Regions from separate parts of the Mus musculus genome. Here region 2 is linked to region 1. A link is a contact called in public Hi-C data. All regions are on one chromosome and are shown on one strand. The core of a region is the stretch at or near the end of the contact, and the rest is flanking DNA. Distances in the headings are between cores, read along the strand shown.

Evidence for each region. Hi-C and Micro-C count contacts between places; a contact is called where the count stands out from the background.
Region 2: a contact with region 1 is called in a Hi-C map of uterus, with 2.8 times the contacts expected there. The contact joins two enhancer-like sites. A contact is called at or near these places in 18 of 484 Hi-C or Micro-C datasets (3T3-L1-derived adipocytes, adipose-derived mesenchymal stem cells, bone marrow-derived dendritic cells and 10 more), 3 of 115 datasets of contacts at active chromatin or transcription factors (bone marrow-derived dendritic cells, fibro-adipogenic progenitors and trophoblast stem cells) and 2 of 9 other capture datasets (adipose tissue and embryonic stem cells).

The regions. Positions count from the first base shown.
Region 1 is chr5:75,869,010-75,874,201 of GRCm38.p6, reverse strand. No RefSeq gene overlaps it. Among named protein-coding and RNA genes, the nearest start is that of Gm32727, 110 kb to the left of the region's middle. Within about 2 kb of position 2,876, at least 14 of the 459 cell types and tissues checked have an H3K27ac peak or open chromatin away from gene starts, as enhancers often do. A contact at or near this core is called in uterus, where this site is marked.
Region 2 is chr5:76,202,913-76,208,104 of GRCm38.p6, reverse strand. Tmem165 (transmembrane protein 165) reads right to left here. Exons shown (of 6, transcript NM_011626.2): 3 at 3,823-3,998; 4 at 3,289-3,468; 5 at 198-303. Among named protein-coding and RNA genes, the nearest start is that of Tmem165, 22 kb to the right of the region's middle. Within about 2 kb of position 1,999, at least 11 of the 459 cell types and tissues checked have an H3K27ac peak or open chromatin away from gene starts, as enhancers often do. A contact at or near this core is called in uterus, where this site is marked.

The sequences.
Region 1 (5,192 bases), core at 1,627-4,126:
CTGTACAGTCAGGACTGGTACATTGTATATGTAAAACCCCACTGTTGCAATGAATGTTAGCTATGCATTAACCATAGCACACATATACACAGAACAGGTTCACCCGCTTGATTGTATGATAGATTAGAAATGATTTTTGCTCACCTTTCAAAATACATTCAAAGATGCCCCCCAAGTTGTTCCTTCAGTCCTCAAATTCAGGATGTGGAAAAGACCTGTGGTCATCTTCGCTTTCTCCGATCCCTTGTTCTAACTGTGTATCACTGTGTTCTGTTTGGGAATCAAATGATCTCCCCCCCCCCCCGCTTCAGTAAGTATCTACTTAATTCATTCTCTGAACCCAGAGCTGTAGAGGGCCCTGCATATATGAGAGGGAGGGATGGCAGACATGGTCCCTGCCTCAGGGAAGCTCCTGTCTGATGGAAGAGATCAATGGCCCCAAACAATTCCCAGATACCAGTGAAGAAGTCTAGCCATTGAAGGGGCCCAACTGATCCCTCCCTTTGCAATTTTTCCCAAGTCTGCTCCTTCTTCCTGTACTGTGGCCATAGCCTTAGCCTGGCCTCTGTGGTCTCACTGCTGTGTGAGGCAGTCTACTGTGTCGTAGACTGTAAGTGATCATTACTCGCCGCCAGCACCTCTTGTGCATCTGTGTCTACGTGTCCTGTTCTTTCCATTATTCTTAGTTATCCTTGCAAATTCTACTATTACTTGAGATCCTGTGGGTGTGTGGTACCTTCCTTAGTGTGCACGTATGGTATGTGCATATATGTGACATATAATGTGTACACATTCCCAAATATGCATGTGATGTGTGTGTGTACGTGCATGTGGAGGCTGGAGGTGTCTGCCCTGTCTTCTTCAGTTGCTCTCCACCTCATTATTTACTTTGATGCAGAATCTCTCACTGACTCTGGAGCTCACTGGCTAGTGTGGCTGACCAGGTTGCCTCAGGGATTCGACTGTCTCTGCTCCTTGCATACTAGCATTACAGATGGGATACCACTATGTGTGGCCTTTGTGTAGGTACTGGGAATCCTAACCCAGGTCTTCATGTGTACACAGCACAAGCACTTTACTGACTGAGCTATCTCTCCACATCTGATGTTTTTGTTAAATCTGTGCTATCTCCAGCCAGAATGGGCCCCCAACCTTATCAGGAAGCATTATTCTTTGTCGGGGTCATTCTGTGGGCATCTATTATGTAGTGTGGTCATTTGTGTGCATTTTTCTCTTCTGTCAAGGTGTAAGTGACTGAAGGGCAAAGACTCAGTGGTCACCTGTCATTCCTCTAGATGTACCAGCATCTGACGTTCCTGCTCAGATGTTGAGATGAGCCCTCCTTGGAGAGCCAGATGCCCTCTTTTTGTAGAAGTCTGTAGATAGCTATACTTCTTCATTCCACATAGCTAGAGTGTGGACAGATGACTCACACTTCCAAAACCAATACATCAGCGGAAGTTTCAGGGTAGACGCTAACAGCACATAGCAACAAGAATGAGAGAGTAGGTCTCTAGAGAAGGTAACATGGGACTGAGGAAGGTCTAGTGGCTGCAGTCCTGATGTGCTCTCTTCCAGAGCCCCGGACAGGTCTCCTATCAGACTTGATCTGTGATGACTCTAGGTTTTGTTCCTGTGGACAATAGTCACATCTCTGTGGCATTCTGTGAGCTTCAACATATCATTTATGGATCTGTCTTCTGTTTACCTCAACAAGCTTCATCCATTTGTGTAGCCAGACACTCTGAACCAACTGATTTACTAACAATGGACATTTTATTTCTCAGTTCTTAAGGCTGGAAGCCCAACGTCAAGGCTGATAGCTGTGGTGTCTAGTTAGGGTTCTGCTCTGCCTCAGATTCCAGCATCATTAATGCCGACGGCATCTTCTGAAAGGAAGGAGTTCACATCTTCATACGACAGGCAGAAGGGACAGACAGGTCGAGTCTTCAGAAGGAGCTAATGTACACACTCACAAAGCAGATGGAGTTCTTATGGCCTCCTGCCCACTCCCAATTCTGTGGCTTGGGGGAACTATATTTTATGATGAACCTTGGAAGCACTTGAACATTCAACCCCTAATGTTCAAATGGACTGTTTTAGAATCCAGAGATGCATATGCCATACACACACACATATAAGCATATATGTAAAATATAAATACATACATAGAGTATATATGTATATACACATATAAATGTATGTTTAAGTATATATGCATATATAAAATATATAAAGCATATATACATATATAAAGTATAAAATATATGTATATATAAAGTATAAAATATATGTATATATAAAGTATACACACACACACACACACACACACATATACATATACTTCCTATGTATATTAAGTGAACAAATGTGCAAGAATTAATCCTAGCTATAAGAAGCTCTCTAATATTGACTTTCTCGATTGGTAAGTGGGCTAGTAACTCCTGTCTACAAAGAATATTGTACTGACTGAATGAAATCCAGTATGTTAATCAACAGCCAGTAAACTGCAGCTCGCACTGGTTGAAACAGGGATTTGATGGTGGCAATGACAATAAGGTGGTTTGTCCCCATTCTTGAAGCAAAAGAGAAGACCCTGGAGGAATTCTCTGGCAAGGACATAGGATCTAGACTTCTCATCTTGCTTCATATAGCTTATAAACATTGGTTGTCTTTTTGTTTCTCTGACATTGCACGCTTTTCACATGAGTTTGCCATCGGACTGGATGGCTGGTGCATGAGTATCCCACATCAGAGGCCGGGCTGCCTGCCTTTTGCAGTGTCAAGTCACTTTGGACAGTATTTGGAACAGCCTTCTAGAGCACCAAGAAAACTGAGGTTAGCATTCTTCTATCCAAGCAAAGAACTACAGCGCCCCCTACAGGAGAATCTGGGAACGTGAAGAAAGAAAGGTCGGGGAGAGGTCATGAAGAGAAAGCTGGAGTGGAGGCAAAGGCAGGGAGGAAACAGCTTCTGGCTGGACAGGGAGGAAGAGGAGCAGAGCATCACAGCTCAGAAGCTAACTCCTGGAAAGCAGTTGACAGGGACCGGTTGGGGGCCCCGTGTTTGCCTTGTACCTTTATCAAACACGTGATGGTAGCGTTCTCGTTCTCAGACCCAGGGCTCATGCTTCGGGTACGTTGTCACTCGTGATGGGTTTTCCTCGCATCACTTTTATTTTTTTTTCAAATACGTCATTGAAATATTATTTTGATGCTGAATTTCTCGGCGCCTCGCTTCTGATTCCCGTCTGTCCCCCAACCCTGTCCCTGCCCCTCCTTGTCGCCATCCCCCCACTATCTCCCTGTCCCTCCCCACCCCATCCCTGGCCTTATTCACACCAGATGGTGATTGGCAAACACTACCGTGTATGAGCTCATCCAGCCCTCACAGCAATCTAATAGCCCTAGCTCCGTTTTATAGTATCACAAATTGACCCACAGAAGGATTAAATCTCTGCCAAACTTCATGTTAATTGAAATATTAACCTGCTCAAGTTGAACGCAGGCCGTGTTCTTCTCACAAAACATAATTCGAGTCCAAGGCAATATACACAGAGACACTTTGGAGAATTGTGTGAGAGTCGACTAAAGTATATAAACAAAGATTACTTAAACAACCATCATTACTGGCATTTAGATCACAGAATGCTTAACACGGGAGGCTGTAAGGACGAGCAATGTTAAGTAATATTTGAGGGACTCCCTCCTTTAAAAGGTTGTGTTTGGTGTGTATGGTGGCGTGCACCTAGAAACACACCCCTCAGGAGGCTGAGGCAGGAAGATTGCCAAAGGTTTGAGGCCAGCCTGGGCTACAAGTTAGACCCCACGTCTTAGTTAGGGTCTCTATTGCAGTACCATGACCAAAAGCATCTTGGGGAGTAAAGGGTTTATTTCAGCTACACCTCCCAGACCATACTCAGTCCCCGAAGGCAGTCAGGGCAGGAATTCAAGGCAGGAATATGGATTCAGAGACTAAAGCAGGGGCCGAGGAGGAATACTGCTAACTAACTAACTTGTTGCTCAGGGCTTTCTTAGTCTGCTTTCTTAGACAACTCGAATGAAATTATCTGCCCAGGGTGGCAGCACTTACAGGGACCTGGGTGCTCCCACATCAATCAGTAATCAAGAAAAGACCCCAGAGACTTCTCTATAGGCCAGTCTTCTAGAGGCATTTTTCTCAGCTTCCAGATGAGAAGTTTATGTTTGTGTCAAATAGACACTTTGTCACAACAAAACAAAAAGGAAAAAAAAAGTATATTGGATGAAATGTTTTCATTTCTATGATTTCATATTTTCTGCTTCAAAGAAATGTCTGTCCCGACACATTCTTTATGCCATTGGCTATATTTTGACATGCAGTGTTCCAGTGTCTCTAAACACTCCTGTGCCCTCCTTCATCGTAGCAGCCCGTTTAAGTATTCATTTATCCCATAGTTAACCCCAGGACTTGGTTTCCCTTGGATACACACCATCAAAGCCATTTTTAATTAAATTTCTGAAAAGCTTGGCAGAGTAAGGGGGTCGGAGTGGGAGCATCTGACTGGCCAGGCAAGCTTTACTGGCATGTTAGCCATACACTGTGTGGAAAAATTGTTTTCATCATTTTATAAATACAGCACATTCTACTCCCCCATGATTATCTCCAGAGAAATTTCTGGAACCTAGAGGCTATAGCCTGGAAAGAATCAGAGTAGCCAGGCTCGAGCCACAGGTAGAAACACTCTTCCGAAGCCCCTAAGATGCAGGTTTTGACACCAGGTGAGGAGAAAGGTGTACTGGATTTTGTCTCAAAAGTACAGCCTTTTCCTTAGCAGGCTGGTGGATAAATGGTATGGAGGAGCCATGGGGGGGGGGGGCATTACCAGGTTTTTCATTCACATCCTTTATCTAGTCTGGTTCCAATGGGGCTCAGAGAGTGCATAATCTTATGCAGATTGGATGTGTGCAATTTTGCACATAGAACCCAGGGATCCACATTTGAGAAAGACAGGTAAAGGAAATGTCTCTCTAGAGAAATGGTTGTGTTAGTAATAGTCTCTGGGGACCTGGATTCAGGCCTTTAAAAGAAAAGCTTAATGTTCCCAAAGGAAAGCATCATACATCTTAAATCTTCCACAATGAGCTATTCATTATTCACTTATTCAACACATATGGATGATTCAAGCCATGTCCCAGCGGAGGGCAGTGTCA
Region 2 (5,192 bases), core at 750-3,249, 330 kb before region 1:
TCTCATTTGTACACATAGGAAAAGAAGTCAGTGCACAGTAACAATGTGTCAAATATTGACAAGGCCTAGATCAGGCACAGAGATCAAGTGGTCTCTGGAAAAATGATAAGAGCTAGCATTCTATTACCCTCCATGATTTTCAAGCATTAGAACAGATGATACTTGCATTTTCATGGGAAAAAAAAATGAGACCTTACCAGTTCGGACAGAGATCTTTTGCGCTATCATCCTTCCTCCAATTACTGCCAATCCAGTACATAAGCAGTGTCCCACTGTGCCACCCACTGCTACACCATAAGGGTCCTGGAAGCAGATGTAGCTTGTGTTAGCTTGTTAAGTTGGAGATGGTGTTTGAGAATGGCCAGTGTTAAATAGAACTAGCTATGGGCTCTGAACCATCCAGGCATACTGTTGAGTTTATTACACAGAAGATGGCTGCTTCAGGGAATGTGGACAGCACAGGATGGACCTGAGTTATAAGTCTCGTGTGGCACAGAACTGCTGTGCTTCCTGAGAGCAGGAATCCTAACCCTTGACCCTCGAGCTTTTAGCTGAGGGTGAGGACTAAATACTGCTAAAATAAACAAGGAGCCTTCACAGAAGAAGATGACCCTTAAGGGTAGCTAAGACCCCACGTATATTTGGGAAGGAAGAACAACAGAACGTTTCAAAGTTTCTACAGAGAGACAAGGAGGCCCTGGAGAGGAGTCCTTGAAGAGTAGTAAGTCAGGAAAGGTAGGAGCCCGGGATGGAGGTGTAGGGCTGTAGGCTGCCACTTAACTCCTGTGCCAGAGGCCAAGGTTCAATGTCTACCTACAGGACCCCCCCACCCCCCATTGGCTGGTTTTAGCACAAGCCGATTCCTGCTTTCAAAGTTTAATGGAGACAATGAACTAGTTGGGAGTAAGCCCAAGGAGAAATAACAACTCTGGTAAGAAATCGTGCTGACTGGACTGGGGTAGGAGGAGATGAAGACAAGAGAAAAGCAGATGGATGGGGAGGGACATGGGATACTGTGAAAGCTATCAGGTGTGACAACCAAGTAACCGAGAAGATGTTATAAAAAAGATGGGGACCAACTACCAGGTAGTTGGCCTCAATAAGTCTCAGCACTGATAAACGTCTCTGATGTCCTATCTTTCCTGGTGCTGTGGTAAAACTGGAAAAGGCACATAAAGGTTAGGTGTGCTTGGGTTCACAGCTCAAGAGTACAGTTCATCACCGAGGAAGAGCCATGAAAACAGGAACTTGGGGCCGCTGGCCACTGGCATCCAGTTAGGGAGCAGATGGTAATGAATGCTTGTGTTGAGCTCACCTGTATACAGTCCAGGGTCCTAGGCCAGGGGATGGTGCCCCCAGCACATAAGTGAGATCTCTACCATAACCTAGTCAGCATAGATCTCAAGTTGAACCCTACTCTGTAAGGTAGGCAACTGGGCGGTAGAGCAGTTCTTTTTACCAACCACAATAATGTTTCTGAACTTTGGGAAGTTAAGAGTTTGGGACAGAAGGACCAAGCAAGGAATTTCATTTCCCCCTTAAAGTCAGAGTGGAGGTAGCAATGCAGAAAATCCCCAGAAAACTGAACTGGGAGCAAGGCAAAGACGCATGTTATAAGGGCTGAGGGTAGATGCTGGGATCCAGGAGTGCAGTGTGGCTAACTGGGAAGAAGGCGGCTGAGCAGCAGGTCAGCAGCCAGCTGCTGGGAAGTTCAAAGGCAACATATATACAGTCTGAACCTGAGACTGTACTACTGCCACAAACTGCTACTTCAGAAGATGCTTCATTCCATCTGAAAATAAATGGTACTAGAAAAAAAAATTCACTGGGTTAAATAAAGTTATTTTAATAAAGATCCTTCAAAAGCAAAACAGCATGATTCATAAAAAGATTAATGTTAAAGGAACAGAACCAGACAGTTTAAGAGGTCTTTAAGCTCTGCTAGTGTCGGTGGCATGGAAGGGTGCCTAGCCCATGAGTGCTGGGCTGGGGGCTGGACAGGCCTGTGCACTGCTGCATCCCATCTGCAGACAGAAACTCACAAAATGGGGAACTGCAGGGCAGTGCCCCACCCGCTGACCCTGGCAGGACCTCCTCCACCACAGGGCCTCATTTTCAAGGTCCAATTCTGGAATTCTAATGGAAAAACAGAAATGAAGGCAGGGCACAGCCATTAAGGAGAATTTTTCAAGTTTGTTTTATGAGAATCAAATGGGAGAGTAGAGAGTACCACACCCACCCACCCCCCCCCGCTTTTTTTATTTTTTCCATCTCCAAATAAAGCATTTTTAAGGTTCTCCGACAAAACCTTTCCCTATAACTTGCCTGAAATGCTTCCTATTTTAAACTGTAGAACTATGTGAGGAACTTCTCCAAGGATTTAAATGTCTGTGCACTAATATAACTGACACAGACTTAAGATCAAGAGCGTGCAGTTCCTCAGGACACTGGCATCTGTGAAAATGACCTGACAGCTCTCAGGAGAGGACGGCGATCCATCCCCACCCCAACAGCAAACCAAGAGAATCTTTTAAATCCATGTACCCAAAGGCAAGGGAGAGACAAGCTCACTTCGGGCCCTAACATAAGGCACCCCACCTCTCTAAGCTCTTATCTGCTCAATCAGGGCTGGACAGTGTCCTCTAACTTAAACTGCTGCATCAGTGCTAGAGCTGCGGTGGACCAGAAATGCTCTCCAAAAGCAAGACTTGGAGCAGTCCCAAGGTGAGCACTCTGATGTCCTTGGTTTTTCTGTGAGCAACCCTCTAGGTCAGTGAGAACTTAGCAGGTAAAAGGACTTGGAAACCCTCTCTGCACCATTAAAGCAGTGTTGACAAATGAGTGATCCAAGAGCTGCTCAGATGTAATGATGAACAAATCCCCCGTGACACAAAATCTGCTGCTGGGTTTTTTGTTTTTGTTTTTGTGGGTTTTTTTTTTCTTTGTTTTTAAGACAGTCTTAGTATGAGATCAGCATTTACAAGACTCCCCAGTGCTAGGATAATGTGATATACTAATTTATATTCCCAATAAGCATGCAGAAGTCATGAGCAGAAAAGTAAGCAACAAAGACACCAGCTACAGCAAAACACAGTAAAAGAACTCAACAAGACAAAAAAACGAAAAGAAAAATTAAATTTGGGTTCAAGAACTAGAGACACAGAGAAAACGCAGGAGGCTAATTCTAGGTCATAAAATGAACAGATGTGTCCTGTGGCCCCTGACCGACCCCTGGAAGGGAGCAACTGAAACTCTGGTCTTGATATAGACGTGGTCCAATACACTCACCTCTCTAGCTGCCAGGACAATGGTAGTGAGTTGAGAGCGATCGCCCCATTCTGCCAAGAACGTTAATGTGAGCGCTTGAACAAAAATGGGTGAAATAAAATGTAACCACTTTTTCTGAGGTATTGCTGTGCTTGTACCAGTTTCAACATCTGGCCCATTTAAGAGTTTGGTTCGTTGGAACTGAAACAAATGAAAAATACCATTAACCCAAGTAAGCCTATGAATATAGCATAAAGTCACTTTTAAAACATATGGCATATTCTCCAAAGAAAATACACTGTATCCTCCGACTGCCCTTTAGCCACCAGCCTCATACACTGTCAATTTTCCCACTCATCGGCAAATAGTATTTGGATGCTTCAGAAACATGCAGAATAGTTCCCACGATTCCAACATCTGCCATCAACCTAAAAAGCTGACTATCTGGTGGACACCTCCCTCCCTGCCAGTCACAGTAACCCACACTCAGCCACAGTACAGTAGGAGTGGAAAGTAACTAAGCTATCCGCATGCACACAACACTTTACAACTTACTTCTTCATCCTTCTTCTTTAACTCTGCTTGGACTTCTTCTAGCTCCTCCTGACCCTCATCTGGGCTCATCTTCAAACCTTCCCGAAGCATTCTAATGCCAAAAATGGCGAAGAGTGCAGTTGAAACATAGTATGTATACACCCTGGGGATGACTGTTGTGGCATAGCCAAACAAAACTGTAAGGAAATGCCAACAGTGTTAACAGTGCTTCTACCACAGACCAAAGAGAGTTACAGTAAGAAATCATAATTTACAGTGTTGAAGGAAAACTGGTTCATATTAGACACATCAAATATGTAATGACCTGAAATACTTCTGGCTCTTTCTTTCCACACCAACTTTAGAATGGCATTCCAAGACAGGCATGGCCTCATTTCCATGGTATATGCATCTGCTATAGGACATTTCTTAATATGCTGACTGGTTCTCCACTCAAACTCAACTAATGGCTGGCTTCCCTTACATCTGTGCTAGGCACAACACTTGAGCTAGACAGACTGTGATGTCCTCTAAGAATGCCAACATTTTATAAACTGGAAGCCACACTCTACTCCATAAGTAGATGTTTCTTTGTCACAGATATCAAAAGATCAAGGGGGACAACATAATTCACACTCCTCCTTTTTAACTATGTAAATTTAGTACATTTTATGAAACAATACTAAAAATTCCTTATAGGTATGTGTAGACGCACCAATATGACATATATTTTCTATCTCTTATCTTCTGAAAGGGCCAAGAAACAGACATTTTACTAACAAAGAGCATTATGGTGAACTTTCTAAAAGCCATGAAGCAAGCACAGAATGTACCTACAGGATCTTATTACTAGAAGTTGAGCAGAACAAGAACCTGCCACAAGAACAAGGCAGCCAGCCAGACAGGATCCCACAGAGTGGTCTGGACAATGTAGTCAACAAACAGCTGGAGAAAGCTCATGCGCATAAGAGCGAGAGGAAGGAGTGGACAAGGCCAGCGGTCACTTAGGTCTGGAACACATGCCAGAATTAGGAAGCTAGAATTTTGAATGCATCAAGGGAAAATATGCAAGAATTACACTAAATCTCTGGGGAAATGTTGGTAAAGAGCAAGGTATATACTGTATTTCAGTATCTCCTCACAGGCAGGATATTAGCTGCAGGAGAAGACTAAGTAAGAAAATTCTGTACTGGGTAAGCCACATGAATGAGGAAAAGAAATATGAATGCCACATGATTTCATGGGATATTCTTCTGCAGACATGACACCATTGCAGCGCCTAGCCAAGATTAGGTAACTTGAGCTCACCCATGCAGAAACATTCCACACGAAAAGGGGAAGGCCATGGGATATGAGAGAGGGCATGACATTATTCTCTAAAACATGTGGCT